Regions from separate parts of the Mus musculus genome. Here all the other regions are linked to region 1. Evidence: chromatin contacts called from public promoter capture Hi-C data. All regions are on one chromosome and are shown on one strand. The core of a region is the stretch at or near the end of the contact, and the rest is flanking DNA. Distances in the headings are between cores, read along the strand shown.

Region 1 (3,395 bases), core at 364-2,863:
ATCGTGGTACTTAGTGGTCTTATACAATAGAAAAGAATTTAACTATTAAATTTTGACTTTTATACATGATAAATGGAAAAGAGTGGTGACATTTTTCTTTAAAAAGGCAGAAAATGACCCAAACCTTTGCTACTTACTTCAGATGAACCTGAGTTTGGGAGTGCAGTGCTTCCCCCAGCACATTCCCAGTTTCATCCACCACAGCCGCTCCTGTGTCATCACAGCTGGTTTCAATTCCCAGGACCAGTTTATGACAAGAGAGAGTTCTGGGATGAACACTAAATCTTCTTAAAAATCCATAAACTTTACTCTTTGGGGGCTTGGGAATAGCTCCTGCTGTCCTTCTTAACATTAGCATATTTGTTACTCTACAAATACTTCCTAGAAAAGAGTTACAGAAATATTATGTCATTTGCAATGAATTCATTTATTTAAACAAAATAATGAATGTTATCTTATTTTTTAAGTATGCAGACTTCAAAATTTTAAGAACATTTGTAAAAACATTATCAAAATCTTTTAGAGGTCCTAGAAATCACTAGATAGGAATAAATCAAATTTTGCAAGAGAAAAATGAGAAGCATATAAAATGATTATAATGTATCAAGTTGAGCACCCCCAAAGTGAAAGAAGCTCTAAAGCACGCTACCACCTGAGTTGTTAGTGGAAACACAAAAAGTACTAAAAATATTATTGTATAAAATTGCCTTAGCTGTGTTTACAGGATGCAAATGAAACACGAATTTCACATCTATACCTGGGTTTCATCCTCAAATTGGTCACGAATATGGCACATCGCAAAATTAAAAAAAATTTTTTTTTGAAATTTGGAACACTTCTGGTCCAGGCATTTTGGGTAAACCATGCTCAACACGCACTTTATACAACAGTTAATGTTATAGTATAATAGTTATGTGGACAGTACTACTTAAAGTGATGTTAAAAATTAAAGGCAAATAGAACAAATCAAAAATAAAGGCCTCCCATTTATTGACTCCCCTCTCCCCCAGAAAATAGTGTACTGCATTTGGACAGTTTATTAAAATATTATGCTCACTAATCAGGATTTAATTTTGTATTTTGGAAGCAAGCCCTCTCATAAAGTTCATTGTAAAAAACAAGCAAAAACCCCCGGCATCTCTGCAAAGACAACCGTAAACACTTATCCAATCTTCGGATTCACATCTCCACTTTTTGTAATAGGTTCACCACCCAAACCTCTTCCTAAACCCTTCTCCCCACATCAACTCCTCCCCAAAAGGTAGCAATCCATCCATCACTAAACATAAACACTCTAGTATTCCCACACTGCAAGACGTGTGGAATGAGCAAAACTGGGGTTAGAAATACAGTGAACGCGTCAACTGGGAAAGCAGACCTGCAGTGACTGGGCTGAGAGTAAACTACGCGCAGATTTCAGTCGTGAGCTCCCACAGCCTCTCCAGAAGAATTAGTTTTGGACAACACAGCTGGAATCTGTTGCTGGAAAGCAACGGAGTCTCTGTTGGTGGTGAGCAAAAGCTTGGGACAGGAAAGACGTGCGCGGGAGCAGTCTCCATTCCCCTTAGGAAACTGCGGGCGCCCGCACTACGCAGGCGCCCGGAAGTGACGTCACCGCCCTTGGGCCGGCGGTCCTTCTCTTGTCTTAGTAAAGAAATGCTTAATAACTTCTTATAGCCCCAGGCGTTCCTGCCAGGTTTGTGAATACCAGGTCTTTTACTAAGTCACGCTGATAGCGACTCATGAAAAGGTGTCCAGATTCAGTAGATCTCACTGTGCCCACACTATGCCGCATTTAAGGAAAGGGTTCTGCCCTCCGTTAGAACTTTGCTGCCACCAAGAGAAAAAGGGTAGGATTTACTGTCATTCTATTTTAGGAAAGCTGTCACCAGACTTAAAAGGTAGTGGCCTGAGAAACCTTCCATTTTCATGGGGAAAGTATTTTCATCAGAAGTCAGAACACCCGCAAAAACAGCACTTGATTCTCAGTGAAGTGTATTTGGTTGTACAGTTTAAACAACTGCTGCATTTATCATCCCAAGTGAAGCACCCATGGCATTCTATAGCCCCGGATTACTAGGTCAGCTTTCAACTTTCTGTATAGCATGTACTAATTATTGCATCTTGCTTTGTTTTTGTTGGTCTGGTTTGTGAACCTGTTAGTACAATCAAATGGATGTATTCCAAATCTTTCCTCTCTACCTAAACTTTAAAACTGTAGCAAGCAAAGGCTTTACAATGCAAGGCTGGGAAGGGCTTGGATCTTTGCTTTGATGAGTTAAAAAACCACCACCACCACCACCAGGTAACTCTTCTCACAGACTTACACTAAACTCTAGGAGAAGGTACTAGTAAATTCATAATTACAATATTGAACTTACTTTTAAAAAAATTGAGACTTTTTTCAACCTGTGACAATAAAGTAACAATTTTGTGCCAGCAGGGTCAGGAACACATCCAGGAGATACTGTGCTTGGTGGCCTCATTTACAGATAATTGGGCTGCTAATTTTGAATGAATTTAGTCACAGAGTTAAGTGCCTCTGACTAACACAGAATGGGCCAGGGCAACCTTGAGTCTGGAACCTGTTTGGTTAAATACCAGAAGTCAAACTCATTTGTAACCTTCAGGTGAATTTAATAGGAAGAATTTTACAATACTTATACCTTACGTGTTCCACTTAGATGCATGTACATGTGTATGAAATATAAAAATCTATGATTCAGGTTCTTGCAATGTTGTCCAGAACTCGCGGACTTCTTTTTGTAAGCCTCCACAGTAACTGGGACTACAAATACCCACTCCTGTAGGCCTACCTGGACTTTATCACACATTCATCCAGACTGTTCCTTTATGGCAGGTACTTTCTTAGTTGTGAGAGCTAAAAACTTAAGGTTAACCCTCGATCTTCAATGCAGATAATTGAAAGGTAGAGAACTGGAAATGCACACAAAGTGGAGTAACCTGGAGAAGGCTGAGTGGTTTGAATGGCTGTATCTGTAGCCTGGCAAGATCATGACCTAATTCCTTGGTTTCTGCATCTGATTCCTCTCCAGGCTTTGGCTTGGAAGTGACTGGACTCTAGATTACTGAGTCACACATCACAAATTGCTAGAAAACCATTTAAAAGTCATCAGAACTTGTTAGTTTATTAACTTGTGAAAAAATGTAATAATGTTGGAGCTAGGATAGTGAGTCTGCTGGTCTCTCATCTTTGTTTTCAATAAACCACAATGAAGATCAAATGAATATTATATGAAAGCAGTAGATATAAACTCAGTGCTCTTAATGGCTAATATTTCAAGCTTGAGGAATTGCTTCCCACTTGAGTCACACACCAGCCTCAAATCAGTCATGCATTCTATGGCCAGCTGCCTTTCTCCTTTCCAGTCTTC
Region 2 (3,500 bases), core at 504-3,003, 1.8 Mb after region 1:
CACTGAGTTGTTTTTGTAGCCCAGGTGAAACTGTTAGAACTAATATTCATTTGTGAGCCGTTAATCAGTTGGAGATGTCTTCTGGTTTGGGGATAGGGTGCATGAGTCTGTCTACCTCTCCTCTCAGTGTTGGTCAGCCCCGAGAACCCACCTAGGGCACACCCCTACAGGGCCTGGTCTCTTAGTGTTTGGGACCTCTTTAAGGAATGTGTATATAAATAATTCTGAGCATCCCTCTTAGTCCTTTTTATGAGGGCAAATGGTTGAGAATTCAGGGAGTGGCTAGGTCCCCCACCCCACCCCACCCCACCCAGATCCCTGGCCACAACTTTGCTCTATTATATTGTTTGTTTTTCAAGGCAAGGTTTCTGTGTAGCTCAGGCTGACCTTGAACTCACAGATTGCCTGAGATTCCTGAATGGTGGGATTAAAGGTGTGCTTCACCTCTAGGCTGCTCAATGTTCTTAACATGGCTTGTTATTTATTCTTAAACTTTTCTCTATGCTGTTTCTCGGTATTATCCTTAAAAAGAAAAAGAAGTGTGTTTTTGATATATACATTTTCTATTTTCCACAGTATTTGCTTATATGATTCTCTAACATGCTAGAATATACTCTGCTGTTCCCATTTCTTCAATCTGTTTTGGAGGGTTACAATCATACTACTTAAACATAAAATACTTCTGGTTGAAGCCTCCTAGGGTCAAGATTGCCTAAATTGAAATCCAGTTTGGTTATTCTCTAGTGAGTTTTATTACTTGTAAACGGGGGTTAAAATTATCACTCACCATGAGATTAAATAACAGGTAATTATTTTCAATAGAAAATTGATGAAAAGAAATACTGATCACAGATCTATTTGCGACTGTACTTGGGCAATTTATTTATGACCCCATTTTATCCTCTATGAGGCAAGGATCCTAGTTTTATTGTTCAGATTGTTAAATTCTGGCTAGGAAGCTTAACCAACTAATTTCAAGGTCACACAATTAGCCTCCAGCTTGTTTGGTGGCAAAGCACAACCCTCCCTTTCAGGTTTTGTTTTAAGGTTCCCCTTCACCAGTGTATGGTTAACTCATCTTAGTTATATAAAAGCCAAGTGCAATTTAAAGAAAAGGGTTAAGGAAAAAATGAAATATCTGTGGAACTTAACTATGTATGGCTATTATCAGCATGAAAAGAGGTTTATTTACAAGTTACTTTTAAAAAGACCACCTCGTGTTTCTGGATCCCAATTTAAACACCTCTAAAGTACGAAGGTTGATCGCCAAGTTGCCTGCGACTGGGAACCACTCTCTTGGAAGCCTCGGACACCTTTAGTTCGCCCTTTTTTCTCTCTCCTTGATCCTGCTCGATCACTCTCTCCGTTCCTTCTCAACTGCATACTTGCTCTAACCACGGGGTTCGGAACATCTGAGTTCCACGTGATCGCGGGACTGAAGGGCAAAGGTGGCCTTACTGAAGGATCCTGAGGAATTAGAAGAAGCCAGGTCTCCCTCGGAGCACCAAAAGACCCAGCCCTACAGAAACCCGGAAGACGTGGAGCGACCAGCGGGAGGAGGGTGTGGCCGAGAGACCATTGGTCGGCCGGGAGGCGGTGCTTGTGCTGACAGTAGGGGAGGATCCAGGGAAGCTGCGAGCTCAGTGGCGCTGTGTTCCGCCCCAGAGGCGTGCTAGTGGGCGTGGTGACGTCGCGTGACGCCACAAGGGGCGGGGCGCGGCTTAATAAAGCCGGCCTGAGGGAGCGTTCGCCAGTTGCTGCTTGGGACGCGGGCTGCGCGGTTGGTGAACAGCCTTGCCGTTTTGCTGTCACGTACCTTCCCTGAGCCTGGGACGGAGGGGGCGCGCGCGTGTGCGTGTGTTGTGTGAGGGACAGCGGGACTCGGGCAGGGCCGTCTCCTGATCCCTTTTCCCTTAGCGGAGGCGGCAGTGCGCACGCTGGTTTGCTCGCCGCCCACTTGGGAGCGGGCTCAGGGTGCGGAGTGCGTCTTCGGTTTTGTTTTTTGGTTTTTTGTTTTTTTTGAACTTGTGAGAGTCTTTTTCCCCTCCCTTTTCCATTTTTATTTTCTTTTGGCTCCGTGCCTCTAGGGCTGGTTTACCCGGCCCCTGAATTACCGCTTCCTGACCCCGGTCGCCAATCTTGCCCCAGGTTGCTCCCCGGCTCTGCCCCTGCCCCTCCCCGAGGGTGGGAAGCCTTGCCTAGTGGGTCTCTGAAGCGTAGCCGCACCTGCCTCAGTATGCACGGGGTCAACGACCCTCCACTTTTTATAAAAGACATTAAGGCCGGACTGAAAAACTTAAATGTCGTCTTTATTGTCCTGGAGATAGGTAAGTGAGGTCCGCAGCCCGCCCCACACCCTCGAGAGCTCGGACCTCTTCCCCGCCCGCGACCCCACGTGCTCCTGGCCCAGAATCCTACCCGGGGACAGAAGTCAGTCACGTAGCGAGCCAGAGGAGGGTGAAAGAGCTCCCTCGAATGAACTCCTTATCTAACACACCTTTCCTTCTCCCCTTTTTGATTTTTAAATCTTCACAGGACGAGTGACCAAAACCAAAGACGGCCATGAAGTGAGATCCTGCAAAGTAGCTGATAGAACGGGAAGCATCACTATTTCTGTGTGGGATGAGATCGGAGGGCTCATACAGACAGGGGATATTATTCGGTTGACCAGAGGGTAGGTGTGCATAAATTGGGGTAGGTGTGGGTTTGGCCGACTTCGGGGTTCTGAAGTTGTTTGGCTCTTCCATGGGCCACTTCAAGAAGGGAGCTGTTTTAGTGGACCTCACTGGGAGCAGCTCACCTTCACAGCTAATTTGTTTTAGGTAGGGATTTAACTCCCCTCCAATTTTAAAGGTTAATTTTATTTTTGAGAATACCGTGTGGAAGTCAGTGAGCATTTATCAGTGAGGCTGATAAAAGATCACATTACCCTTTCCACCCTTTCTTGGAGACTGGGTTTTTCTGTGTAGCCCTGGTTGTCCTGGAACAATTCTATAGACTAGTCTGTCCTCGAACTCACAGAGATATACCTGGAAATCAGTTCTGTGTGCCACACCAGTTGGACACATTTCCTTTTTAATCAGTTCGTGTATGAAGTATAATGTCTTCCACCCCTTTCCTTTTTTGGTACCTTTTTTTGTACTCAATACTCATCGTTGTGATATGGACATGAATGAATATCTGGAATACTCATTCTTGAAAATGATTTCATCTGTAAGATCAGAGTTTCACAAAACCCAAAATAATACACAGTGGCAGAAGTTAATCTTTGATTCATTCAGAGTATTTAGTTGGTTATGGAGTTGGAATACTTTTTTTCATAGACTTGAAAATCTTACCAAATGTTGGCCTTAAGAAAAGTTCAGGAAAGAATCTTAAAAGTAGAATATGGAAGCTTCTGTGATTGGGAGAATTGTAATAATTTTATTGGTAGCCATCAGAAAAATAGTTGACAATTGCTGCTGAGCTAAGAGAATGGTAGAAGTATTGAGTCTTTGGGC
Region 3 (3,466 bases), core at 472-2,971, 1.2 Mb after region 1:
CATACAGCATTGCCAAATGCCATTTGAAAGAATAAAGTAATATTTGTCTCGTCAGATAAACATGAAGTCAGTTTTTATATTGTAATCCTAAAGGTTAAAAATTATAGCAATCCCTAAATTAAGGAAGTCTTGAGATAGAAACAAGTTACCTGTGACAATCATGTAACGGGATACACACCACTACACAATGGCACCACCACAATTCAGAGTGGGAGACTGTAGTAGCGCCAGACCTCTGAGGAAAGGTCTGTACTCTGATGGAGCATATGGGACTGTATGGATAAATACTTGTTTTCAAACACTCATGTGCAGGAATGAAGTCATGTCTGCTGCACAAATGCCCCTTCAAAGGATAATAAGGAAATGTCTACACTACAAAGCAAGCCGCCATTTCAAATACCATTGGAAAGGACTCCAGCCCACCACTGTGGCATGTCTGTAAACCTGAGACTGGCAAGACAGTCCTTAAACACCTGGCTCAGAGTCTGGAGTTGGCTCTTTCCTGTTTTCATGCCTCCAACAAACATTCTATCCTCCCGGTCTAGCCCGTTCTGCACAGACCACATTGTTTCCAACAATCTAGCAGAATTCCGTATAGATGGTACTTCTTCCTAAAACTGTCTATCCCTCCCACACATAACTTTCTTTGGCCTGTACCAGGCTGCCATTTGCACGGTTTTTAGCGCATGAACTTTCCACAGGAAGCTTGCTGTCTGCACGCATCAGAGCCTCTGAGGGGATATATTTTGCTATCAGCGTCCTCTGGACCCTACAGCGCCGGGCATATAGCCTAAGTGTTACTGAGCACAGAACCGTTTGTTCCGCTGAAACCTTGTATGTATCAGAAGGCGTAGGAAAGCAAAAGGCAAACCCCATGATGAACCTACAAGTCTGAGTCCTCATTGATCAATCAGGGCTCAAGTCATTCCTGCCAGATAAAAGCAATCTTCACCCATCCATTCACCTATCCCTAAACTTTTAGGTAGTGTTCGGGAGTATTTTAGATAGTGATTATACCATTAGTGGTTCTGCGGAACCTAAATACCACCTTTAAGTTTCAGAAAACCGGTAAGGGCTGATACATACTGAGATTCCAAATGCTTCCGTTCCCACGTAGACTTACTGGGCTGTCTCCGGGTGCAGGTTCGGGATTCAACACAAGCAATCACCACACACAGCAAGTTATATGCCAGTTGCATGCGCGGCGGCGTGGCGCCGGCTCAGGGTATGGAGCAGAGCTGAAACGACTGCAAAAAGAAGAAAATGTTACAGTGGTGGAAAGGGGCTGGAGGCAAGGCGAGCAAAGGTTAAGCGGGAAGGTGCAGTGTCTTCCGGGAGAAATGTCTATTGCACAAGTCATTTTACCCTAGAAGTGAGAACGGCAGGATAAGAGAGCCAAGCAGCGCCAAGAGTTGGGCAAGCGATCCGGCTCCTGGCGTTCTCTCTGCGGGATGACAGGTCACCTGTGGGCAGCAGACCCCAGGTCCGAGGAGAGGGCGCCCCACTTCCACCCGCACCCGCACCCGGATCCGCACCTGGCTCTCACTCACTCACTGCACGCAGGAGCTCGAGTCTGGGCAAATCTCTCTGCGCCGCTCAGCAGTGTCCCAAGTGGGTCTGAGGGGCGCGGTCCCGGAGGTCTCCAGGGAGCTTTGACAGACTCGGCGCTGAAAACCGAAAGTACCGGGCAGGAAAAAAGGCTAGAGGGCGTCCCGCCTCCTTCCGCCTCAGCCAATCAGCGGCAGAGATTGGCCGGCTGTTCCATCAGCGCACCGTCCCCCCCCCCTCGGCTGCTTGGCCTTCCTGGTCCGCGCGCTCCCTACCCGGCGTGCGAAACTTGGGGCGCCGCTGTGCGGTGCAAACCGCAGACAGGGGGTTGTGTTTACAAGGTTGGAAACTATAGGCTTGCGCAAGCTCAGTCTTGGAGATCCTGCATTAAGTAGGCGCATCACTGCGGGATTCAGAATTGGGGACTAGAGATTAACCTTCACGCTACTAAAGCCAGGGAGCTTAATTTACCAATTTGAAAACATTCAATACTTGCCTTTAACTCAGCAGCTACAGAGAACTTGCTCTTGCAGAGGACAGGGCTTGGATTTGCAGTGCCTGCGTAATGGTTCCCAACTCCAGTTCCAGGAGTCTAGTGCCCTCTTCGGACCTCCACTGACGTCAACCAAGCCTGCAAGAAGTACACATACACGCAAGCAAAACAAAAATGTCATGAAATAAAATAAATAATTCTAACTAATATGTTTAAGAAAAATAAAGCTTTACACAATTGACACCTCCATTACCGAAACTTTTGTCCCGCTTAGCCATCATGATGACAGGACCTCTTTGCTTCTTCCTTTCTCGCAGGACATCCCTCTGTCCCCCATCTCCATTATTAAACTACTAAACCAGAATGTGAGTCTCTTATCTACCCTTCTCCCGTTGTGCCTTTGATGACTGTCCCTGTAACTTCCATGTCCTGGAGCACTCCTAGATGTATACACACCCACTGCTTTCTTCCAAGTGTCACAGTTACCCTGTCCTTGGATATCTACTGAGTCTGTAAACCAACTGTACTCAAAACACAGGTTCCTCCTCATACCCCGTCTTAGTCTGGAACGGATGAGGGCCAAGCCATAGACGTTGCCCATTTAGTCCCGGACACTTGGTCCTCGAGCCTCGGTTGGTCTAGCTCCTGTTTCTACCTCTTCCACCACCCCGTCCTCTTACCTGGATCATTGCTGTGGCTTTTCTGGTGACTGCTTGACTTTGGCTTTTCACTCCCTTTTAATTTATCTGCCATACACTCATTTGGGTGATTTTTTTTTAAATCTAATTGCAATGCTGATCATGTCATGCCAATCTAAAAATTTCATGATGGCTTTTCTTGCTTGGTCTTAGACAATTCAAATTTCTCAATATATTCTCTAAAGCCATGTTCCCCTATCACTTTCTTTAATCTCAGCTTGTGCTACTCTGTTTTCATTGCTTAGTACAGCATTTTTATTCTTTGAATAAGCAAAACTCTTTCCCCAAACTCAATCTTCTCACCAGCAGTGTTCTCTTTGAAAAGTCCTCTAAGCCAACATCTGTATTCTCAAATTCTTTGAGGAGTCACTAACTCATGTTAAAATCTAGGATCAATTGGGTGCTGATGGCAGACAGCATTAATCCCAGTACTAAGCAGGCAGAGGTAAGCTGATTCCTGTAAGTTCGAGGCCAGCCTAGTCTAAAGAGTGAGTTCCAGGACAGCCAGGGCTACACTGAGAAACCCTGTCTTGAAAAACCCAAAATCAACCAACCAACCAAAGAACAAACAAAAACCCCTCAGATCAAATGTCACTTTTCTACATAGATATCACAGAGGACCAACTAGGTCTTCTTAGAATGCACACCTAGAGAATCAATTGTTTCCTTGAAACAGATGGAATTTGAATCATGCCTTGAACAGCACCACTTTAGTTGGCAAAAGATC
Region 4 (3,479 bases), core at 832-3,331, 1.9 Mb before region 1:
CCCTGGGTTGGGAGAAGGTGCAATGAGAAGGAAGTGTCAGCATCTTCCATCCTTCTCTTGGAGACATTGGTGAGCAAGAACAGTGATTAATGGCACTGAGAAATGAAAAGGACTGGGTTAGAGAGACCTGAATCGTTCTGTTCATAAGGACATAGTTTATGTGCTCATTTGATACATACTCTTTAAGCATGACTTTACTTAAAAACGCAAAAAGAATACATTTGATCTTTTACTACCAGTCAGTAAGAGCTGAGTTCCTAGGTCCTGTGGGCTTTCACTAGCCGAGTCCTAGATTGGTCCAGTCTAGGAAACAAAAGCCCAGTGTCAGGTCCCAACTTTCTCCCCTCAAAGGGGCATGGGTGTCCATAGAATCGAGGTAGGAAGTAGAGCTCTCCAAGGCCTCTCTCTGTGGTAGAGACTCCCAGTCTTGACAGCAGTTTATCTGCTAAGTTTGGAGTAACAGGCTGAAGCAAAGTTCCAAACACTCGCAAGCACTCCAAGGCTACGTGAAGCACGGTACCCAGCCAGGGAGCATCCTCAGGGCTCTCCCAGTTCAATTTCCATGGTGCGTGCCTTTGGACGAAACCATTAGTTTGCCGAACACAGCTGGATACCGCCTCCAGAGCCTTATAGATCTGAAAGTCATTATAATAGCCCGCTACCAGTTTGGGTAAAGTGGCCACTGCAGTTACAAGCGCATAGTCTTCTGCCTGCACACGAACTGACGGCCCCGTTAACCCTGGCTCACTGGGGAAACAGGCAGCACAGAAAGATGGGTAGGTTCCAGAAGGATTTATTCTGTAGGCAGTGCACCGGTTTAAAAGCCCTCCTAAGGCATCTGCCAGCTCGGAGTCCAGCAATTTAACCACCTTTTCATCATAGTAATCGCAGTCCCAATTGGGAACGCCCTGCCGAAGGAGAAAGTAGCGAAAGCCATCCACAGTATAGCGATCAAGGCAAGTCCTGGGATCCACCACGTTGCCCAAGCTTTTGGACATTTTTTGGCCACTCACCGTCCAGTGCGAGTGGACATAGATGCGATGTGGTGGCCTCAATCCTGCCCCTAGGAGAAGGGCAGGCCAATAAATAGCATGAAATTTGAGAATGTCCTTACCTATGATATGAGAGGTGGCTGGCCACCAAGACTTGAAATCTGCATCTGGGTAGCCAACTACAGTGAGGTAGTTGACCAGGGCATCCAGCCACACGTAGATGGTCTGCGAGTCGTCCCCGGGAACTGGTATGCCCCAGTGCAGATGGCTACTCCTTCGAGAAACGGACAAGTCGGGCAGCTCCTCCTCCAGCCACTGAAGAACTGCCTGGTGGAACGGTTCCGGTGTGATTGCCTGAGGATTGTTTCCAAGCCACCGCTGGAGTGGTTCTCGAAACTGAGAAAGCTTGAAAATGTAATTTTCTTCCTTCGTCCAGGAGACAGGATGTCCGCTCTCGAGAGACACGGGACAGGGATCCCCGGACGGACCCACCTGCCGAGTAACCTTGGCCTCCGGCAAGAAGCACTCATCCGAGGCACAATACCACCCTTCATAGATCCCTTTGTAAAGCAGACCCCGGGCCTCCAGCACACCCCAGAAATGCTGCACCGCTACTCGGTGCCGAGCCTCCGTGGTGCGGATGAAGTCCGTGGAAGAGATGTCAGCCTCCCGGAAAAGCTGCAAAAACTGGGCAGACACTCGATCGCACAGCTCGATCGGGGCCAAGCCGGCGGTGGCTGCCGCCTGCTGGATCTTCAGGCCGTGCTCATCCGTGCCGGTGGAAAACCGCGTGGACGCAGAGCCGGGAACTCGGAGACGACGGTGGCGGCACAGGGCGTCGGCCAGTAGCGCCGAGTACAGGTGCCCGATGTGCGGCGCGGCGTTCACGTAGAAGATAGGTGTGGTGAAGTAGGCCCGCGCTTCCCCGGCGTCGCCACTAGCGCTCGGCGAGCACGAACCGTAGCGGCGACAGCCGCGGCCGAACCGGGTGCGCGTCAACACCCAGCGAGCACACTGCCGCAGCATGGTGACAGCCGGCCCCAGCACTGGAGGCGGTGTTCCCGAGCACGGGAAAGGGCGCGTGCGCAGCTGGACGGTACCGCCGCTTCCGGCGCGGAAGCCAATGAACGGCAAGCGTTGACTCCTGCGGCCCCGCCCGCAACTCCCCCGCCTCCACCGGTTTCCTGCAGCGCGCAGGGGCGGGTGGCCGGCGGGAGTTTTTGAGTAGTCGGCTAGTGGGTTCCGTGTCAGGGCAGTTGGGGAAAGAAGAGCGTATCCCGGGTGTTGTGCAGTTTTACTCTTTGAGATCTGTTCTGGATCTGAACTGAACTGATCGGTTCTGGACTGAACTTGTTGGCAAGATTTTTATATTGAGGTATTTTCCAAACTCATTAACTGTCAAAGCAGGGCACAAATCCGGCCTCTTGGTATCCTCTAGTCAACATAGAAAAACCATTTAAGGTTTGTCTCAGAATCTAAATAAATCTGAAAGAAAGGAAAATAATTTCACAAAGCGCTTTAAGGAACGATAAGCACTGGCAGAAAAGGAAATGACGTGTCTGAACATGTTGCTGAGCCTTAAGGATTGATTTGAGAACTCATCCAGGGACTGGAGTGCGGAGTCACAGGTGTGCAGATAAGGAAACATTAACTTTCAGCTTTATTGTACAAAACAAGTCACAATTTTCTCCTCTAATAGTCTTGAAATTCTTCCAAGACTGAGCTTTGAGAATGAAATCCTAATTTTTAGCAGGAGAGAATTTTAAAATCCCAAATTTTTATTATTAATCCTTGGCTCACTGCATATTTTCTCATCCACAACTGGCCTCCCCACCCCCATTTAATTTAAACAGTGTATATATGCACATACTAAAATGAGATTGGAACACCTATAAACCCTCACCCAACCTAAGTACTGTTAGTGATTCTCAAAGAATGGTCCCCAAAGCAGCATGAGACACACCAGGAACTTAGACATCTGAGGCCCATTCCCTACCTGCTGAGGCAGAAACTGGGATCTCAGACCAGCAATCTAAGCTTTACTTAGCTCACCAATGGACTGTGGTGCACATTAGTGTTTAAGTTAGAGATGAGCTGCAGTTGAGATCTGTGCGCTGTGTCCTTCCCTCTCTTCCAAGAGTAATAGTGCCCTGAGGGTTTGGTTTTTGTTTTTGGTTTGTTTGGGTTTTTTTTTGTTTTGTTGAGTTTTTTGTTTGTTTGTTTGTGTTTTATTTTTTTGGGTTTTTTTTGGGGTTTTTTTTTGTTTTGAGACAGGGTTTCTCTGTCTAGCCCTGGCTGTCCTGAAACTCACTGTGTAGACCAGGTTGGCCTTGAACTCAGAAATCTGCCTGCCTCTGCATCCCAGGTGCTGGGATTAAAGGCGTGCACCATCCACTGTGTTGCCTACTTGAACCGGGTACACCTGGAGAGAGAGAGAGAGAGAGAGAGAGAGAGAGAGAGAGAGAGAGAGAGAGAGAGAGAGAGAGA
Region 5 (3,855 bases), core at 199-2,698, 1.2 Mb before region 1:
TAAATGCTTATTAGCTAACTATTGCCCTGCTACTCAGTATTACCCAGACTTTCCTGGCCCTTCCAAATCTACCTCCATACCTCAAAGCAGCTCACCAGTCCATTTTCCCAGTCCTCTCTTTACAAATAGTCCGTATCTTGTAGCTAGGTGTATTTGCTTAGATATCCAAGTGTTTCTGTCTAGGGTTAAAAAAATTGTTACCCTTTTACCTTTGGATTGTAGCTTCTTGATGTGAATAGCAGGGTTTTGTATAAGATAAACAATTAGCTTCCTTTTCGGTCTTGAAATTCTTTGATTTCATGCATCCTATCCAGCTTTCCTCAAAATATTTGCTAGAAAATTAATCTAATAAAATAAAATTGAGTCAGTGCCAAAGATCATTCTAAGTAAAATTCTGAAGTTAGCAGCACGCACGCACGTGCACACACACACGCACACACACACACACACACACACACACACACAAAACTCATCTGCTGTCTGGTTAGCTTTAAGGGCTGACACCTCATAACATTTCAGCGTTTCGAAGCTGTTACAAGTATTATCAATGGGTTTAATTTGCTTTTTTAAAACCCCTTCCTTTGTGTAAAGACAAATGGAAATTCTTCAAAATGAACTAAGTTATGAGAAAGAGTGGAAGCTTGAGCAAAATTCTCTTCTAACGTCATTGTGGAACCAGTCCCCAGAGACATGGGGGACTTGGAGAGCACCTCAAGTCAGTGCCGACCTGGTCCTGCAGGTACCAACTGGGAACATCATGTTGGTAGGTATTTTTATATTGTTTTTTTTTTTTTTAGACTTCGTCTGATTAAGGCTTCCACCAAGAACAGGATTTCCTTTGACTGTCGTGTGTTTTGTTTCAATGAGCAGGTGTTGTTACTACCTACAGGGCCCAAGTCGGTGGTCTAAGAGGAAGGGGGAAAGCCATTTGTCTCTTCTGGAATCAAGCTAGTTGGTCCTTGAAGCGAAATTGCGGAGGCCCGAGATGGTTCAAAATTGAACAGGATGGGGTTTGAAACTGTTGCAGGGGAAGGTGTGCGTGACAGCCACCTGACACGCCTTTGATGTGCCGCCTCTCTTGGCCAGTTAGCTCTGAATCTCTAACAGTCTCTGGACTCTAGGGCGTTATCCTTGCCCCTGGCCAATTCCTGCGGTACCCACCCGGCCATTCCCTCTCCTGCCTCTGGGATCCCGCGCTCCCATCCCCCTCTCCCTTTCTTCCTCCACTCCCCGTCCCCCCGCCCCTCTCGCCCCCTCCCTTTTCTCTCCATGCCCTCCAGCCCAGCCCACTCCGCTTTCTCATTCCATTTTTTAGGCACACAATCTCGCTCACGCTGCAAACGCCCACAGCCCCCTCCTCCGTGGGCGGCACCGCGGGCCGGCTGCTCGCAGTTGCGCAGGCGCGCTGAGCGGCAGGCGAAGGGGAGGGGGTGCTGGCGGGCTCCGCGCAGGCGCGCGCTGCTCAGCTGGGCACGGCTTGGCACCGGAGTCTTTCCCTCGCTCTGTCTAGGCTGCCGAGCTTCTCCTGGTGTAGAGGCGCTCGTCTGCACCATGTTTCTCCACTCAGTCAACCTCTGGAATCTGGCGTTCTATGTCTTCATGGTGTTTCTGGCGACCCTGGGGCTGTGGGATGTCTTCTTCGGCTTCGAGGAAAACAAGTGCAGCATGAGCTACATGTTCGAGTACCCCGAGTACCAGGTACGGCCCTCCCTTACCTGCGCGCCCACACCTCCCGGGCTTCTCTCGGGCTCAGATGGAACGCTCCGACTCGGAGCTCTCCTGGCACTCGAAGTCTCCTGCTTCGTGCTGGGCAGGGCATCCTCGCCTCCGCGACCCCTCGTCCCCCACCCAGACTCCGGACCCCGACTTCTGACCGCCAGAGAGCCAGCTCTGGTCCCTCTCCCCAATCCTTATACTTCCCGGACCCTCCTTTGCTTGCAAGGAGATGATTTCTCTTCGCGCCCAGTGATGGGCGTGCGTCAGATTTCGCTTTTCTGGAAAGAAGCAGCGTCTTGCAGAGTTGCCAAAGCTGATTTAAAAAAGAGGCTCTGAGGTTTTACCTCTGGGTGAAGTGACAGACTGGCCTGATTAATAATTAAACTGAAAACTATCTAGTTTTCCTCCGGTGGAGAATTTTGCCGATCCACCTGTTCTGTAGGTTTTGAGTCCGTGGGTGTGTGAGTGTGCGTACCTGTGTTTTCGCATGCCTCTGAACAGTCAGTGACCTGCATAATCGATTACGATATCTGTTATAATCGGTTGCATGTACATTCTGGTGTTATTTTGTCTTCTCACTGGGTTTAACAGGATCTGCCTCCTCTTTCATCGCCCCCCCCCACCTCCTCTGTTCTAATTTGAATGCTTTCATTAATTGCTTCATTTGTTCCGCGTAGTAGAATCTAAAATTTCATTCATGACCAGCAGTAGAAAGAGATGATAACAAATTACACAGCTGTCAGGAGAAATTCCCTTTGGTGATATTTTTCTTGAGATTTCTAAATGAATCTAAATTTTGGAATATCTATTATAATAACTCCTATAAAATATGCATAATACATTTTGATAAGGTGCATTCTTAGTATACTTTTAGGATCATAGCAGATTTTTTTTTCTGTCGATAAAGAATGAAAATCAGGATTGAGTCTGTGTACAGGTCCTTATAGAGGGAGCCTGTTTGATGCTCTCTTATTTACATTTAAAAACTGAAGTTTAAGTTGCTGAGGAGCAAGCATCCTTTCCCATGGATATTTTCTAGTAGATGAGTTCCTACCTTGATTTTGCATCAGTGGTTATGAGGGAAAGTGAACACTGCATTTCAGATGCTTTTGGAGATTTTTAACAAGTTAGTGTTAATTCCAAAGCTAATGAACTGATATGATGTTGGCTTATGTTCATTAGAATCTTAATAGTTAAAAATAAGAACTTTAGGGTTTTTTTAAAAACTGAAAATAGAGTTTATTTTAGTTCTCTTTCATTGCCTATGATTTAATAATTTGAAAACTCGGTAATATTGAAGCAGGTCGCTTTAGTGTAGTACTGTATTCAGTGGTTACAATAAAATCATTTTGGAACAATAGTTTCCATTTATTTTTAGATTTCCCACAATTATTTGGTCTGTTTTAATATTTGCAGTAGTAGAAATTGCCTCCATGTTCAGAACAAAGCATATGGATCTCACAGATGGGCCTTGTGCCTCATGAAATTGACTAGAAAGAGAAAATTAGTGTCATTGAGACAAAAGAGCTAGTGGGCTTTTTTTGTCGGTATGTAGTTATTTTGGTACAAATTGCTGTTTTGGAGTTTGACACTTAATAATTTGTGTGCACAGTAATAATCATAGTGGTGGAAGTTTTAGTACACATTTTTAGCAGACTTTGAATGAATTATGTTATTTTACAAACAGAATTAAGGCCTACCTATAGAAATGAGCCCTTTTGAATAAATATTGAGATTTTTAAGAGCCAAGTGGCTTTCTTATGAGTAAAGCTGTACTAAAGATAGCTTATCTCTTGCCTTCTAGATTAGCATTTCTGAAGCTTTCTAATTGTTTGCAGGTTGGTGTCCAGCAGGTGGCATGACCTCCTCTTGATATCTCATCCTTCTTGAGGCCTTTTTCTTTTCTCTTTTTAAAAGTTGCTTATTTGGGAATGCCAGGGCCAGGAAAAAGCAGGGAGTGAATGGGTTGGTGAGCAGGGATGGGGGAAGGGGATAGGGGGTTTTCGCAGGGGAAGCCAGGGGATAACATTTGAAATGTAAATAAAGAAAATATCTAATTTAAAAAAAAGTTGCTTATTTGTGCCTTTCTTAGCTAGTCAGCAAAAAAAGATAAACATCCTCTTTTTTTTTTTAAAGTGA
Region 6 (3,453 bases), core at 337-2,836, 1.2 Mb after region 1:
GACAGATTACAGACATGTGTGGCAGGGCGGCATGAGGGAGACCCTTCACTCACCACCTCCGTTCTGGGACCGTTCCACCCATGTGAATGTGATGGCCCCTTCCCGGGAGCTCTCACTGAATCTAAGCAGGAACGTCCCTGGCTGCTGGTCCTTGAGCAGAGCGCGTTCTCGCTCCTTGCTGATGAAGCCCATAATGCACCTGGGTATTAAAGAGATGAATGGAGACGCTTTGTGTTTCCCTCGTGAATTTAATTTTCCATTTTGACTTACAGTCTAAGAAACCTGCTGCCGCCTGACAAGAGAACATACTATGAAAATGTATGCTTTCAAAATGCTTAACTGGCACTTAAAGGGAGCATCTCACTTATAGATACATGTGCTAAGTAGGAATCAGGATGAACACCGACTGGGGTGTGGCTTGGTAAACAGGCAATGCGTCGTCGTCTGCTGTTACTTGCTGACTTTAAACACCACGCATGACAGTGTCTGCCTATGCATCTTGTACTGGGGACGCAGCCTCAGGTAACAGCGCTTCAGACACCATCACTGCTGGTCAACTGACAGGAACCCCGGAGATATCAGTTGATCCCTGGACTGAATGAGCTAAACACTTTTCTCTTTCTCTCTTTCCTTCTGTCTCCTTCCTTCTTCCCTTCTCTTCCCTTCCCTCTCCTTCTCTCCTTCCTTCCTTCCTTTTAACAAAAAAGACTGAGTCTCACTGTCAGCCGTGGCTGCCTGGAGCTTGCTGTGCTACGAGCAGAGATCAGCCTGCCTCAGCCTCAGCCTCAGCTGAAGTTAAAGATCTGCACTGCCCCATCTGGTGGTTTCTGATTCTTTATTAGGGCAGTACAGTAAATACTGACAATGTTTGTGAGAATGAATAAATACATTAATGACACTAAGAGGTTTTTGTTTTTAATTTAGCTTTTAAATAGATAGATCTAAATATAGATATCCTAAGACATGCTTAATCTCCTGAGGGTGTCCTTTCAAGGAGCCTTATACCAGGTAAGTGTGCATCTCTGAGCAAAACCCCTGCCAAATCCTGAAGGCCGGCCGGCACTCTGTCCCAGCCTTCGGAGCGCTCAGGGACGCTTACCCATCATTCCAGAGGCACAGCAGGTGCTTCTTAATGAGCTCTAGGATGGTGTCAATCCAAGGCCAGAAGGAGAAATTTTTATCATTAATATTTTCCTGCAAGTATACAAATGCACAATTGGTTAACCAAAGCACTGCTTTGCCCTGCCCCTCCAAAGAGACCCCAGATCAAGCAAGAGGGGCAGTCGTTCCTGAGTGGAAATGCCTGGCTGGCTCCCCCTGCCTCTTTCTGACTTGCTAGAGCTTCTCCCTCCTTGGCTCCCTTTCCCAAGAGCAGCACCCGGCAAAGGTGACTTCCCAGATGACTGGAAAACAAGAGTGTGCTCACTGTAGCAGAAGCCAGCATGAGCAGCTCAGCTCCTGCTGGCGAACCGTGCAGGGTCTCACCACCCTGTGCAGGTGCCCTCGAGCTGGGGTAGCTCTGCACAACTGCTCCGTGCACGGTTCCCACGGCCTTAGCCAGAGCCCTGCTGATTAAGAGGCTGGGGCGAGGGATGTGGGAGAGTGTTATCACTCAGGCAGGTGCTTCCTGCCGGCTGGTCTCGGTCGGTCTCTGCTTGCAGACCAACCTCCTGCCCTGTAGGAAGGTAAACAACTTGTCCTAGTGGGTGTGAGGGGGACACATGAACATGCCAGAGTAAGCAAACAACCCAGGGAGGACCCACCTTACAAAACCTTGTCCATGGAATAAGACCATCAGGGCCAGCATTAGGGCCTAGAAACAAACACAAAAACGAACAAACAAACAAAAATCGCCTTTTTACCAAACAGAAATTGATCTGCTGCTCTAGTTGGACTGAGAGCTCTTGTATCTATTGCAAAGGGTGACTACAGCAGAGGTGATATTCTCTCGTATATTAACTTGAAATGGGCCTCTAGTTACACAGGCTGAAAGGACCAACAAGCAGTTTAAAACCTACGAATGGTGGCTTTGTTTCACCCCCTTTATTTATAGGCAGGGTCTCCCCGTGTAGCTCAGTCAGGCCTCAAACTCCTTGCTTCCCATCCTTGCCTCCGACTCCGCCAGCCTGAGATGACAGATGCGCACCACCATGCTGCTGTCTGTTGGTTTGATTCCAACAGCATGAAGGAATGCATGGAGGATTACTGAGATCGGATTATGAAAGCGCAGAGGAAGCTGACATCAAGCCAGCCATCTGGTGCCTCTTAGCTCCTTTCCCAGAGAGCAGGCAGAGCTCTATAAACCCCACCCCAGGACACGCCCTTCCAGGCTGATCTGACTTTGGCATGACCCCTGTCTCCCTGAAGGCTCTGTGGAGAAGCCACCCTTGTCTCTACCCAGCACCACTTCCCGCTGTTCCTCTGCCTACATGAAGTCCCTCCCCACCAAAAGCCCTGCAGAACAAATGTGCAGTTCCAAATAAGGCCGAGATCTCCGGTGGATTTTATAAGCTCACTGTACTTAGATATATCCCTCAGCCTTCTCACAAATTGGACAGTTGTTCAAACTGATACAAGCCATAAATATAATTAGCCATATGAATTAATGCAGCATGTGGTCTGAGCTGTGTTAAGTCCACTACTTTGTTTAAGGGAAACCACTGATACGCTACAACAAGCAGGGAAAAAAAAATCCTTGTATCTCACCAAATGTGGAATACAGAACAAGGTCTGAGACCCTTGTTAATGTGCACAAGTGAGTGAAGACCCTTCCAGGGACATTCAGTTAAGAAAGACCCACTTCGACTACCGTCTGCATCACCCTGCTACACAGACCGCAAACCTGGACAACGGTATTGATGGAATTTTAAAGACATGCTTCAGATATCCGGTTCATTGGCAGGTTGTCGGTGATAAGGGAGGCTTTGACTTTTCATTGTAGAAGATGAATAAGCCTTCTGACATTAGCCACTGAGAGAGAACTGTCTGCCACGGGCCAGATGCCTGATCAGACAAAACTGTGGCTCTGCCTCCTGCAACAAGGGCCCAGCCAGCACAAGATCCTGGGGTTTTTAAGCCCAGAACTTTATTATGTAAGGGACTTTCCTCTTTTACTTCTAAGGACGTTAAGAGCTCATCTTTCTCATCAATATCTTATTTCAGGCTCATAATTTAAGAATTTCTCTTTAAGATCCTGGCTCAGACATAAGAGAACAAGGGTCATTGTTCCTTTACCAGGACTCAATGGTGTTTTCAAAGCCTTGATCTCACTTGGCTACAACCAGCTGTAGTTAAAAACCAACTGATTTTTTTTAGCACTCTTGTACCTCTAAGCATCAGAATAAGGAATGACTGAAGGAGAAGGCTGACTTGTGGGTGCGTGTCCAACCATACCCAGCAGCTTCTCTCCCAGCATGCTCAGCTGGTCTGCGTTCAGACCTCTCTTGGTGACTG
Region 7 (3,729 bases), core at 541-3,040, 1.8 Mb before region 1:
AATTTTTCATCTAAGGATATAGCTGAGCCATGAGTACATGCTTAAAATAAATTGTGCACTCTTAATTTACCACAGGAAAAGTCCTGGATGTAATCCCAAGAATTGTTTTTAAAGGAAGCCATCACTTAAAAATTAGAAAAAATGTTGCCTATGCACAATAATAGTTATCTGAAAACAAGAACCCTTAGAAAGAAGAGTTGTTAAATAGTAGAAAGTATACATAGTATACAAATTTCCAACCCAATCAAGGCAAACTGACAGCTCATGACTCAATGGTTTTTGACTCAAAAGCAATTCTCTAGGGCTAGAGATGTAGCTCAATTGATAGGTGTCATTCCCCAACACTGTATAAGCCCTGAATGGTGGTATGTATTGTAAGTCTAGCCCCCAGAGTTTCGGCAAACAGAGTCCAAGGTCACCTTCAACTATATAGTATAATTCGAGGGTAGCCTGACTTTGAGAACCTTCAAAATCCATAATAAATAGCAAGTCTCTAAATTGGATGTGTGTGTATGGGGGAGGCAGGTGGATCTCGGAGTTCGAGGCCAACCTAGTCTACAGAGCTACTTCCAGGAAAGTCAAGGCTACACAGGGAAACCCTTGAGAGAGAGAGAGAGAGAGAGAGAGAGAAGAGAGAGAAGAGAGAAAGAAGAAAGACAAAAGAAAGAAAAGAAAAACAGTAACTCTCTAAAACTCAGTAGCATTAAGTATTTTGATTTCCACTTGACCCTAAAAATTACATTTTAACAGAAAAAGTTTACTCAGTACACGGTAAGAGGCAGCAGGCTGGGCAGCAACAAGAACACAGCCTGCTAAAATTACATTTTAAACATATCTCTTTTGATTTTAGAACTTCTACTCAACGACTCAACCCATTTCCAAAGGCTGATTAATCCTATCAAGTTTGAATGTCAACGTGGGTGGTTTTTTTTTTTGGGGGGGGGGTCTTTTCCGTTCTTTTCTGTTCTTTTTTACTGTGAAGCATCCCTGGTTTGCAAGTCCTAAGAAGCACCAATTTACTCCCCATAGTGCCCTACTATTATTTTGATGTATATAATCAGTTCATTCCGACTATTGTCCACGCGCATTAGCATGAATATACGCAAGGAATGACATGTAACAAGTCACAACCTGGTGCCGAAAACTTGCTGGACCAGAGAACAGCTGCAGGGAAGCCGAAGGGAGTGGTGGCAAAGACAAACAACAGGAGGATAACGCAAACTAGTGCCACCTGCATCCGGCTAGACCAACTGGATGGAGCCGACCGGCAGGTACGTCACCGGCCAAGCTTGCTCCCGGTGAGGTGGGCAGTGTTTACAGCCCTCGACGCCGGCGGTCCCGACGCGGGGACAGCCCCCTGGTCCCCAGCTGGCCCACCCCACACCCGGGCGCCGTCAGCTGCCACTCACAGCAGGCAGCGCAGCAGCAGCCGCTGGTGACAAGCGTCAGCCCCGGGCCTCGGCGAACACAGCGGGGTCCTGCGTCTAGCAGGCCTCCAGGGCGGCCGGCGCCGGCTCGGCTGCCTCCGGGGCCGCGGCTCCGGAAGCGCAGGCCAGCCACCGCGGCCACGGCCCCCACCCGCTCGCCCTGGCCTCTCCTAGACGGAGTCCCGCCAGCAGGAGAGCCCCGGCTCGGCCCCGCCAACTCTGTGACAGGAAAGCCGTAGGGACGATACCTGCGCCTTGGTGCCTGGCCTGTTCCGCCTCAGCACTGCCGTCCCCTCCGCCATGACCATAGTGCCAGAGTCTGGGCGGCTGGCGTCGGTACCCGGATGTGGGGGCCGGCAGCTTGCGCGGGGGGCGGGGCACGGCGGGGCTCAGCGCTGCGGCGGCGGGGAGGGGCGGCAGCCTGCGGAACAGCCGCCGCCCGCGCGGAGCACCATGGGAAGAGTGCCGAGCCCGCGGCTCCGGCGGAGGGAGGAGCACAGAATGAACAGCCGGCGGAGCTCCGCCGAGGCCGAAAAGGAAGATGCGACCGGAAGCTGGGGTAGAGAGCCGCTTCCAAGGTCTGTGGTGCAGGTGACCCAAGCCTGCGTCACTTGTGGGTGTTTGTCCTTCAGCTGTCTATAGACTGGAAGGGCAGTTTGCACAATAGTGACCATCTCAGAAAAGCGAAATGAGAACATAATTCTCCACCCCAGATAATCTGGTAAATTTTTATAGAATCTTCATGGATTAACCCAATCTAGAATCAGATTGGCTGGGTCGGTTAAAGGGAAGACAGGAGGTACTGATAAATCTTGCTTCTAGGGTCCTCTTACTGAAAAGCCAAGGACTCTTTCAATGACAAGTTGGTTTCCGTAGATAAAAGACTCAATGCTAAATTAAAAAAAAAAATGCCCATCATGAGATAGAAAGCGCACATCTGTTATTGTGTGTTAGAGTTAAAATAAACTCACATTTTTGCAAGTCGGAAGCAGGAGGAAATGAATAGCCCTTGATGGCTTTTATGAATTCTGTATCTTAACAAAATTCCAAGTTTCTCGTGTTTTTAAGTGTGATGTTTTTTGTGTGTTTTCTTTTGTTGTTGTTTTGGTTTTGTGTTTTCTTTTTTTGGAGACAGCGTCTCCCTGATGTTCCTTGAATTTAAGAGATTTGTTTTGAGTGCTGGGACCAACGGAGTACACGGCATGCCCGGCCAGGCTTAGGGGTTCATGTGTAATCCAACCCAGGTGATCCCACACCTTTTTCTGAATCCCTTGGGCGCATGCAGGTAAAAAGCTTACACACATTAAATAAATAAGCAAGTAAATAAGCAAAACAGTTAAAAGAATTGTTTAGAATTCAAAGCCAGCATGGGCTACATAGAGAGTTCCAGGCCAGGCAGGGCTACAGAGCAAGACTTAAATCTTCTCTCAATCTTTCCCAAAATAAGAAAAAAAACACAGCATTTTTACCAGAATCTTTTTTTTTTCCAAACAAGAAAAGTTTGTTTTGGTTTATAGTACCATGGGACACCTGGTGAGGAAGTTGTGGACACTGGGTAAGTGCTCTTTATAACTTCAAGAGCATGGGGTTCAGAAACAGAGGTCTTAAGCTGGAGGCAGAAGCTGGTATCTGCATCAAGACCCGCCCAAAGTGAGCCACTTCTCAGAGCTGGGCCATGGTTAGAATTACACAACCTCCAAATCGAATCTCAAGCTGAACACCAAGTGTTCCAACATAAGAGCTGCGGCGGGGCAGAGTGGCGCCTTTAATCCCAGCACTCAGGAGGCAGATACAGGCTGATCTCTGTGAGTTCAGAGTATGCCTGGTCTACAAAGAGAGTTCAAGGCCAGCCAGGAGTATGTAGTGAGACCTTATCCTTAAACAACAACAATAGTAAGAATGAACGGAGGAATTCCCTTATTCAGATTGGCCTATGGATATGCCTAGGGAGCCCTATCATTATTAATTACTGATGTGGGGGGCTCAGCCCACTGTGGGTAATACCACCCCTGGGCAAACTGACAAACCCTGGGAAACAGACCAGTGGCCAGTAAGCACTGTTCATTCATGGCCTCTGCTTCAGTTCTTCCCTCCAGGTTCCCACCTTAAGTTCCTGCCCAGCCCTTCCTCAGTGACGAATTGTTACCTAGAAGTGTAATAGGAAATAAACCTTTTCCTCTCCTAAGTTGGTGTTGGTCATTGCTTTGTCGTAGCAACAGAGGAGCAATGTGTCTGAATGCATATGACATGTGTATGCATACAGCTGTCCTTGGAAGCCAGTGTAGAGTGTCAAGATCCCCTG

The links. Promoter capture Hi-C pulls out the DNA fragments that hold promoters and counts their contacts. Capture Hi-C pulls out chosen DNA fragments and counts their contacts.
Region 2: a contact with region 1 is called in a promoter capture Hi-C map of pre-B cells, with 5 times the contacts expected there. The contact joins the promoter of Nabp1 here to the promoter of Osgepl1 in region 1. A contact is called at or near these places in 3 of 39 promoter capture datasets (liver and pre-B cells).
Region 3: a contact with region 1 is called in a promoter capture Hi-C map of liver, with 4 times the contacts expected there. The contact joins the promoter of Stat1 here to the promoter of Osgepl1 in region 1. A contact is called at or near these places in 7 of 39 promoter capture datasets (the C10 cell line, the HPC-7 cell line, erythroid cells and 3 more), 1 of 484 Hi-C or Micro-C datasets (muscle stem cells), 2 of 115 datasets of contacts at active chromatin or transcription factors (stem cell-derived neural progenitor cells and thymic regulatory T cells) and 1 of 9 other capture datasets (liver).
Region 4: a promoter capture Hi-C map of liver shows a contact between it and region 1, with 5 times the contacts expected there. The contact joins the promoter of Mars2 here to the promoter of Osgepl1 in region 1. A contact is called at or near these places in 1 of 39 promoter capture datasets (liver) and 1 of 9 other capture datasets (liver).
Region 5: a contact with region 1 is called in a promoter capture Hi-C map of pre-B cells, with 2.6 times the contacts expected there. The contact joins the promoter of Pgap1 here to the promoter of Osgepl1 in region 1. A contact is called at or near these places in 4 of 39 promoter capture datasets (the 3T3-L1 cell line, hippocampal neurons, liver and 1 more) and 1 of 115 datasets of contacts at active chromatin or transcription factors (astrocytes).
Region 6: a contact with region 1 is called in a promoter capture Hi-C map of hippocampal neurons, with 3 times the contacts expected there. The contact joins the enhancer-like site here to the promoter of Osgepl1 in region 1. A contact is called at or near these places in 3 of 39 promoter capture datasets (hippocampal neurons and liver).
Region 7: a contact with region 1 is called in a promoter capture Hi-C map of liver, with 2.1 times the contacts expected there. The contact joins the promoter of Mob4 here to the promoter of Osgepl1 in region 1. A contact is called at or near these places in 2 of 39 promoter capture datasets (cranial neural crest and liver).

The regions. Positions count from the first base shown.
Region 1 is chr1:53,311,842-53,315,236 of GRCm38.p6, reverse strand. It overlaps Osgepl1 (O-sialoglycoprotein endopeptidase-like 1), which reads right to left and starts at 1,613. Exons shown (of 8, transcript NM_001285839.1): 1 at 1,379-1,613; 2 at 138-381. The coding sequence starts at 358.
Region 2 is chr1:51,476,652-51,480,151 of GRCm38.p6, reverse strand. It overlaps Nabp1 (nucleic acid binding protein 1), which reads left to right and starts at 1,753. Exons shown (of 6, transcript NM_028696.3): 1 at 1,753-2,327; 2 at 2,536-2,674. The coding sequence starts at 2,237.
Region 3 is chr1:52,117,693-52,121,158 of GRCm38.p6, reverse strand. Stat1 (signal transducer and activator of transcription 1) reads right to left here and starts at 1,721. Exons shown (of 25, transcript NM_009283.4): 1 at 1,536-1,721; 2 at 1,087-1,247.
Region 4 is chr1:55,235,779-55,239,257 of GRCm38.p6, reverse strand. Mars2 (methionine-tRNA synthetase 2 (mitochondrial)) reads right to left here and starts at 2,081. Exons shown (of 1, transcript NM_175439.3): 1 at 1-2,081. The coding sequence starts at 2,018. The coding sequence ends at 258.
Region 5 is chr1:54,555,277-54,559,131 of GRCm38.p6, reverse strand. Pgap1 (post-GPI attachment to proteins 1) reads left to right here and starts at 1,448. Exons shown (of 27, transcript NM_001163314.2): 1 at 1,448-1,698. The coding sequence starts at 1,552.
Region 6 is chr1:52,148,979-52,152,431 of GRCm38.p6, reverse strand. Stat1 (signal transducer and activator of transcription 1) reads right to left here. Exons shown (of 25, transcript NM_009283.4): 18 at 3,394-3,453; 19 at 1,764-1,813; 20 at 1,100-1,194; 21 at 54-199. Among named protein-coding and RNA genes, the nearest start is that of Stat1, 31 kb to the right of the region's middle. Within about 2 kb of position 1,586, at least 100 of the 459 cell types and tissues checked have an H3K27ac peak or open chromatin away from gene starts, as enhancers often do. A contact at or near this core is called in hippocampal neurons, where this site is marked.
Region 7 is chr1:55,129,306-55,133,034 of GRCm38.p6, reverse strand. It overlaps Mob4 (MOB family member 4, phocein), which reads right to left and starts at 1,790. Exons shown (of 8, transcript NM_025283.3): 1 at 1,676-1,790. The coding sequence starts at 1,735.